Linked DNA regions of Oryza sativa: region 1 is linked to region 2. Evidence: chromatin contacts called from public HiCAR-type data. All regions are on one chromosome and are shown on one strand. Each heading gives the region's core, a stretch centred on a gene start, on an enhancer-like site or on the middle of the called end of the contact. The rest is flanking DNA. Distances are from core to core; before and after follow the strand shown.

What was found. HiCAR-type assays count read pairs that join an accessible place to other places.
Region 1: a contact with region 2 is called in a HiCAR-type map of leaf, with 5 times the contacts expected there. The contact joins the promoter of LOC9266065 here to the enhancer-like site in region 2. A contact is called at or near these places in 10 of 15 Hi-C or Micro-C datasets (leaf, leaf mesophyll, panicle and 2 more) and 3 of 4 datasets of contacts at active chromatin or transcription factors (all in leaf).

What each region holds. Positions count from the first base shown.
Region 1 is chr11:20,772,390-20,776,328 of ASM3414082v1, reverse strand. LOC9266065 (serine carboxypeptidase-like 45) reads right to left here and starts at 2,354. Exons shown (of 10, transcript XM_015760358.3): 1 at 1,841-2,354; 2 at 1,368-1,469; 3 at 1,130-1,225; 4 at 736-828; 5 at 538-617; 6 at 167-448; 7 at 1-63. The coding sequence starts at 2,114.
Region 2 is chr11:20,730,380-20,733,973 of ASM3414082v1, reverse strand. It overlaps LOC4350603 (coiled-coil domain-containing protein SCD2), which reads right to left. Exons shown (of 17, transcript XM_026021445.2): 17 at 3,123-3,569. The coding sequence ends at 3,379. Among protein-coding and RNA genes, the nearest start is that of LOC4350603, 15 kb to the right of the region's middle. Within about 2 kb of position 2,308, at least 14 of the 15 cell types and tissues checked have open chromatin away from gene starts, as enhancers often do. A contact at or near this core is called in leaf, panicle and seedling, where this site is marked.

The DNA.
Region 1 (3,939 bases), core at 1,105-3,604, 42 kb before region 2:
CCGGTTCAGGTAGTTCACCGTCTCGTCCTCGACGCAAACATCAATTCGCTGTCCTACTTGTTGCTGCACAACAAGAAGAAAAAAATTCATTCAGTTTCAGATATGACATAGCTAACCAGTGTAACTGAATTTGTTCAGTTTGTGAAAAATGAGCAATTGATCATACATGAGGAGTGAGGATCTTGGACTGAGAGAGGACTGATGACAGGCAGACATCCAATGTGACGTCGTATTTGTCGACGAATCGGCTAGTCTCCCTTGTCACTTGGTTCATCACCCTTGCGCAAAGCGGGGTAAGCGACCCGCCATAGTACTCGGTGACATAGCGAGAATAGTTGCAAACTGAGGTGAAAATTCTGTATGTTGAGTCTGAAATCAGCCCATGGGACCAGAAGTACTCTGCCCTTGAGTTGAAGTCAGTGGTGAATTCAAGAACAGGATTGCCCAGCTGTCCAAAATAAAGATTGAAATAGTATTCAGAAAATGAATCACTGAGCAATGTGAATTTGCTTATGTCATCAGTTTCAGTTTGCTTACAGCAATCCCTTTGAGGTTGAAGATCTTGTTCTTCTTGTTAAATTCCACCATGACATCAGCAAGTTGTGGAATGTAATGCCCTGATACATGCCAAGAAACAAAATCATGGTACATCAAGATCTGCCTTGTTGACTATTATTAAAAAATCATAAATTTAATGCAGAAAAAGGATAGTAAAATGAAACTGTATATACATGCCTGCATAGCTTTCTCCAGAAATGTACAGTTCTCTGCCTTTGTACTGTGGGAACTTTTCAAGCCACCTTTGCAAGAACACCATATTGTCCATTGCTTCATTCATTCAGAAAAAGCAAAGTCAGAGCCATTAATCACTTGCAACCAACAACATCAACCATAGCAAAAGCTGTATTGCATAATGTCGTGCAAAGAACATTAATTCTTAAAGACCGATATAAATGCAAATAAATAAGAATACAACTGCTAATGAAGCAGTAAGAATATTCTCTTCCTACAATAACTTCTGCACAGGGATGCAGTACTGAAAAATAACAGAATCAAAAACAGAGACAAAGAACACAAAAACAGAGAAGAGAGACCATAAACTTAGGTAAAAGTAAAATAAAATCAGTACCTGTCATCTTATCATCCACACCCTGGTAGTATGCAGCATCAGCAGAGTAGGAGTAACCAACACCAGCTGGTGTCTCCAGGTAGATCACATTGGCCTCTGCAGAGTAACAGCACCACCACCAAAACAGTTAAAACATGTTCAGCTTTCTTGATCCAGCAAAAGGTTCAAGAAATTGGAATTGGCATGCAAAGCCACAAACAAAAGGTAAGTGAGGTAGCACTCATGGTCTCACACACACCTTTGTTCCAACTGTACTCATTCTTCACTAGCACCTGCCCACTTGGCCTGAATGGGCCATTCTCTGAGAAAGCTCCAACACCAAGTGAAGAACAGCCAGGACCTGCAAATAAACATTTTGGATCAGAGCAATTTTAAGAAACCATCAAAATTTACAGAGAAATGGGTAAAAAATTGGGTCAAGGATTTCAATGAAGAAACAAGTCAAAAGGAACAAATTTAGCAAAAACATTCTCAAAAACCCACAAGATGAGTCAGTTGTGGCTAAGAAAATTTCAAAGAACAAATTTGGAAAGAAAAAAGAAAGAAAGAAAGGAAACCAAGATAGAAACTGAAGGCTGAAAAACTTAGTTCAGTAAAGCAAGAAACAGAAAGAAAATTAAAAACCAGGAAGACCAAGAAGAAGAAAGTGCACCCAAGAAGAGCAAACTCCACATTCTGATTCAGCAATCCAAGAATACTAGAAGAACTCACCTCCATTGAGCCAGAGCACAAGGGGCTTTGTGGCAGGATCAAGCTCAGCCTCCACAAAGTAGTAGAAGAGAGCCCTCCGGCCCTTGTCATCCACACCAACGTAGCCAGCATACTGCCCAAAGCTCACCTCAGGCTGCCCTGGTAGCCTCTCGATCCTGTCTCCTCCATTGCAAGAACCCAGATGGAGCAATGCAGCAATTAGTAGCATCTGGAGTACTGGTGCTGCAACCACAATGGCCAATGGCCTCCTGTTGGAGCTCACCAGAGCCTGCATTGTCTTCAAGAAAGTGATAGAGAAAGAGAGATGAAGAACTAGAGCTTAGAGCAAGAGAGATTGGGTGGTGAGAAGGCAAGAGTCAAGTGTGCTCTTTTGCATTGAGAGGAGAGCACAGGAGGAAGAGAGGTAAAAAAAAAAATCTTCAAAAGATGAATGATTCAGTGGAGTGTTGGAGAGTGGCACTAGCAGTGGTAGTAGCAGATACAGATGCAGCAAGGCAAGGCCTTTTCTTTGCTTGGAGAGCATGTGGCTGCATTAGAATATATATAGGGGAGGAAAAGAGAATAAAAGGTACATTTTGTTGGACTATTGGGTTTGTCTGACAATGCTCCATTAATTATGCACCTTATCAGGATCAGGTTTGGAGATAAATACAGTAGTTAACTGCTCCTGAAAGTCAGTTTGTTCCTACAGCCACTCAAAGCATGCATGACAAGATTCAGAAAACTTAGATGGTCATTGGCAGTTGGCAGCCTTCATATGCAGTGCAAAACAGCAAATGCAAAGTTAAGTAGTACATATGAACATTAGCATTTCAGATCACATTGTTCATGCCTTCATGGGTGCATTTTGTGAACAAAGCAGTACTACCAAAAAAAAAACTTTTCTGTTCCTTTTGAGCTTCTCTCTGTTGCACTGAGTATTATGAAAGGATAAAGATCTAGCAATGTGCTAAAAAAACATAGGCAACATGTGAATAATTTGGACAAACAAGACACTGACAAAACAGTAGGTACACTCACTTAATTTAATTACATAGGATTCAAAATTAGCCTTTTATTTTATTTGGAATGCCTAAGGTGGAGTATACTATTAGATATACCTCACCAAGTAAAGGTCAACCATATAGGAGTATGCACATGAAAATCTCTTCATTTTTGGAACCTTTTTATGCAGTACTATTAGAGATCAATGAACATGCTCACATCTGTCTACACATTGATCCACTCAGTGATGCAATTTTATACTAATTCACATTGGAAAAAATGAACAGGAAATGCTTAGTTTAGTGGGTCACATGATGAGAGAGAGAGAGAAAGAGAGGAGAGGAGAGGGACAAGATGGACCCATGGAGCAAAAGCCTTTGCTGCATTACAGAAAGTAGGCTTTTTAGCTAGGGCTTCCACAGTATCACTCTTATTTTTAATATATACATATGTAGTCCTGTATTGTGCAGAAATGGTGGACATTGTTGCTTACTTCACATTATCATTTTTAGTTTTTTTAAGATAAAGGAAGTTTTTATTCATCTCAACTAATTACAGCTACTCCCTCCGTCCCAAAATATAACAATTTCGGATTGGATGGGACATATCCCATCCAGTCTTAGGTTGCTATATTTTGGGACAGAGGTAGTAGATGATATAAAATCACTGAGCATATATCATAACTCATAAGCAGAGGTTTAAGCTGAAAATTTATTTTTCTAAAAGAAATAAAGACAGTTTTGGTAGTATATAATATTGTAATACATATAGTACAACGACTAACGAGGAACAGGTTTCAAAGTCATCGGTTTATATAAAATGATAAAATAAGTTGGTATTTTGGCTGTTGTGATCTCTAGCCTCCGTCCGATGCAGGTGTGTGTTGGTACTTGAAATGTGCCATTTACCTGCAACACACTTCAATTTTTAATTAGTGCTAGGAGTTTAGCTGCTACCAAAAGATTGGCCTGAACTGTATAGTGTAGACTGAAGCGTTGGGCAACTTTTGCATGCTCTGCTTTATTTCGCCCATGTCATCAAACTTCCTTCATCACATAAACAATGTCCAGGTAGCCATGTAGGACTTGATGTTCAACTGTTTACAGCAGAACTTG
Region 2 (3,594 bases), core at 1,059-3,558:
CACACAAGTATTTATAACCCACATGCAATATCTTGATTTGCTATTGGCTAGGAAATAGTGGGGATGGTGCATGCATCGAGTTTGTTGCTAGAGTAAATATAGTATGAGAGAGTTATTAGTTTTTCTTGGTCTTGGTGTACTTATGAAATATGTAGATCAATTTAGAATGGAGGGAGTAGTTAATAATTAATTAATCCTATGGTAATGAGTTTTCTCGTTTCGTGTGTGCTAAAAATATCTCTCCAGATGAAGAGAACTAACAGGACCTTAAGCCCTTACCATTCCAACCCAATGATTAGAATAGTGTCCATAGCATTAAATAAGCTGCCACCTATAATAAAAAATGATGTGGCAAATAAATAAATGATGAAAGAGAAGAAAACCAGGTCTTACAATGAGACATGATTTCTACACAATATCCAAGACATTATGTGAGATAAGTAACATTAAATTTAAGTATAGAAGAGTGGTGTTTGTATTGAAAGAGTAGTGTCTAACACTAGTTTTTTTGATGATGTGGAGTTTATGAAAGCTATGTGTTGTGTCTTGGATTGGGACCGGTCTTAAAGTCGATAAAAACACATGTATGAAAGATTCCTATTAATCCTTCCATTCAATTTTGATCACCATATTTCAACCGTGCAGCAAGACCAAGGCGAAGGTAATTCTGCCTGCTAATCTTGTCGATTCAGTTACTTGCATGCAAAATTAAAGAAAGAGAGGCATCCCATTTTTATTCAACCAAATCATAGCTTACATGTAAAATGAATGACCAGCAAACCAGAGCCTCCTTTGCATGCATGTAGTACCATTAAATCATCATACAAACCCAAGAGCCATGCGTGCATCCCACCTAAGGCTAATACATGGATAAATTTTGAATATTTTGATTTTGCTGAGCCGTCGAACGAGGGATTACTACTTTAGGCTGTGTCCGGCAGCTTAAGCCCTGTTTGTTTAGGCTTAGGCTTATTGACCTAGACTTTTAAGTCAGTTTATTGGCTTATACTTCCTCTATCTATTTTTGATAGTCATATTTTATCTTGACACACAGATCAAGAATAAGTAGTTCTACTTATCATTCATTTAAGCATGGTATAGTCATTCCTCGTAAACAAGCGATTCATTAATATTTACATTTCTTAGAGCCCATGTAGCCAATCATGTGTGGAAGAATGGAGAGTCATGCATTAAATTCGAGAAAATCATTAAGATGATAGGTTGTTGGATTGAAATATGCCTATCAAAAATAAAATTTTCAGATTTAAAAATATGACTATCAAAAGTAGATGGAGGAAGTATGATTTATAAGCCAGTGGATTTAATGTACTAAGTTTAGTGGTTAAGTAATACATCTACCTCACATAAGCCAAAAAGCTTCTCCAACCTAGCTTTTGGCTTAATAGTGTTAGAGTGGCTTATGGCTTCAAAAAAGCCAAACGGAAAAGTTGTTTGTTTGTTTAGACTTAGACTTTTCGACTTATAAGTTGGCTTATAAACCTAAACAAAGAGGGCCTAAGATAGGAGCTAATCTCTCGCTTACTTAGAGCTACTCATTAGCACATAATTAATTTAGTATTATCTTTTTTAAAAAAGAAATTAATATGATTTTTAAAATAACTTTTATATAGAAAATTTTTATAAAAAAATATACTCCCTCCGTTTCTAATATTTGACACCGTTATTTTTTTAGCACATGTATGACCGTTCGTCTTATTAAAATTTTTGTGAAATATGTAAAACTATATGTATACATATAAGTATATTTAACAATAAATCAAATGATAGAAAAAGAATTACTAATTACTTAGATTTTTTTAAATAAAACAAACAATCAAATATATTTAAAAAAGTCAACGGCGTTAAATATTTAGAAACGACAGCGTTAAATATTTAGAAACGGAGGAAGTACTATGTAGCGGTTCGGAAAACACAAAGCACATGAAAAGGTTGGGAGTTAGAGCAGGTACAATATCAGGCTATAAACCAGCTATAACTACATATCGAGAAGAAAAGAGAAGAGATAGAAGAAAACGGGCTACATATTCGGGTATTAATGGTGTACTATATTTTTATAGTCAACTATTCTATAAATAGACTATTAGATTATATATAGATAATTTGAAAACAGCAGTCGGCTATACTATTAAACTTGCTCTTTCCTCGCAGTGGATAAATGACGCCGCCGTGGCTGCTGATGCTGCCTCCAGGGGGGAGCTCATGGCCATTGGATCAAGATCTAGTGGTCCCTGTCCCATGCGAGTCATCATCGCGTACCCGCCACGTCATCAACCGGAAGTCCATTTACCATACAGCACGTGACCCTCCCTGTACGACAAAAAGAGCCCGACCCAACTTCAGGCGTGCCACTGGCCCGTGGGCCCCAGGCTCTCATGTGGGGGCCCACCTGTCAGTGACACGGTGCCAAAAAGGCGCCTGCGCCTCATGATGGTATTGCGAGATCCAATGCTCAGCTGAAGTATATATACTCCGTGTGGAAGAGAGATTTCACGAGTTCGATTTCGATCTCTGCAATTTGAAGTTCATCCGAATTAAGAATTGAAAAAAAATAGCCAAAAAAAAGTTTCAAAAACGATTGATCAGCTCGGATTGGTCATGTGTGAATCAGTGCCCGCCGCAGAGAGCACTGGAGGCCATCGGATGGGGATCGTGTGGTCCCGATCCATCCACGCTAATCATCACCACCACCCCATCCTTTGCTGCAGCAACAGCAGATTGATATAATTATGGATCCATTCAATACATGATGCTGCCAAACACATAAAAACAATCCCTCATTGAAAAACAAAACACAGTTTTTTAAATTCTAGCAAATCCCCAGAAGGAGACATGCTCTAGTACAGATCTCGAGACAATCTTGGTCCAATTTTTTAGAAACAAATATCAAGCAGGAATCAAACACATTTCAATAACATGTTAGTAACATGCATGGCAAGAATGAGACTAATCAAAGTTAAAATTTCCAGCCGAAAGTGAGACTAGTGACAGGACTGGACACTTAGGTTTACTGCTAATTCGGCTGGATTGAAATGGGGACAGCAAAAGGGCTCCCTTGATTGTCACTCACACACAACAAACATCAAGTCAAGCAGCTATATATGTTTAGGCCTATGGAAAGTACACAATTTGATTTAATATGCATCCTTTCAAGATGCTGTAACAAGTCAACAACACTGTTTGGGTTGGGGATGCAAGTTATGTACACCAAAAAAAGAATCAATCGACTACTATGTTGTAACAAAAACTCAAAATCATAAACAAGAAACATCTTTTTTTGTAATGTTCTACGGTTCATGTACATCACAGAGGGGGAAAAACTGAAAGTCTGAGACCCAGTGCAAGCTTTGTTTGAGGCTGCTAGGTCAGATCCTCGACATCGGACGATTCCTCGTTGGTGGTGTCCATCTCATCTTTTGTGGTGGTGTTTTTCAGCTCTTCTTTGGTGCTGTTCAGCTCCTCTTCTTTGGTAGAGTTCGCCTCTCTCCGCGAAAGTTCCCATAGTAGCTGTTCGATTCCTAGGCGCCTCAGCTCGCGTATACCCATATCAACTGTGATAAAAATGTGTCTCAAGTG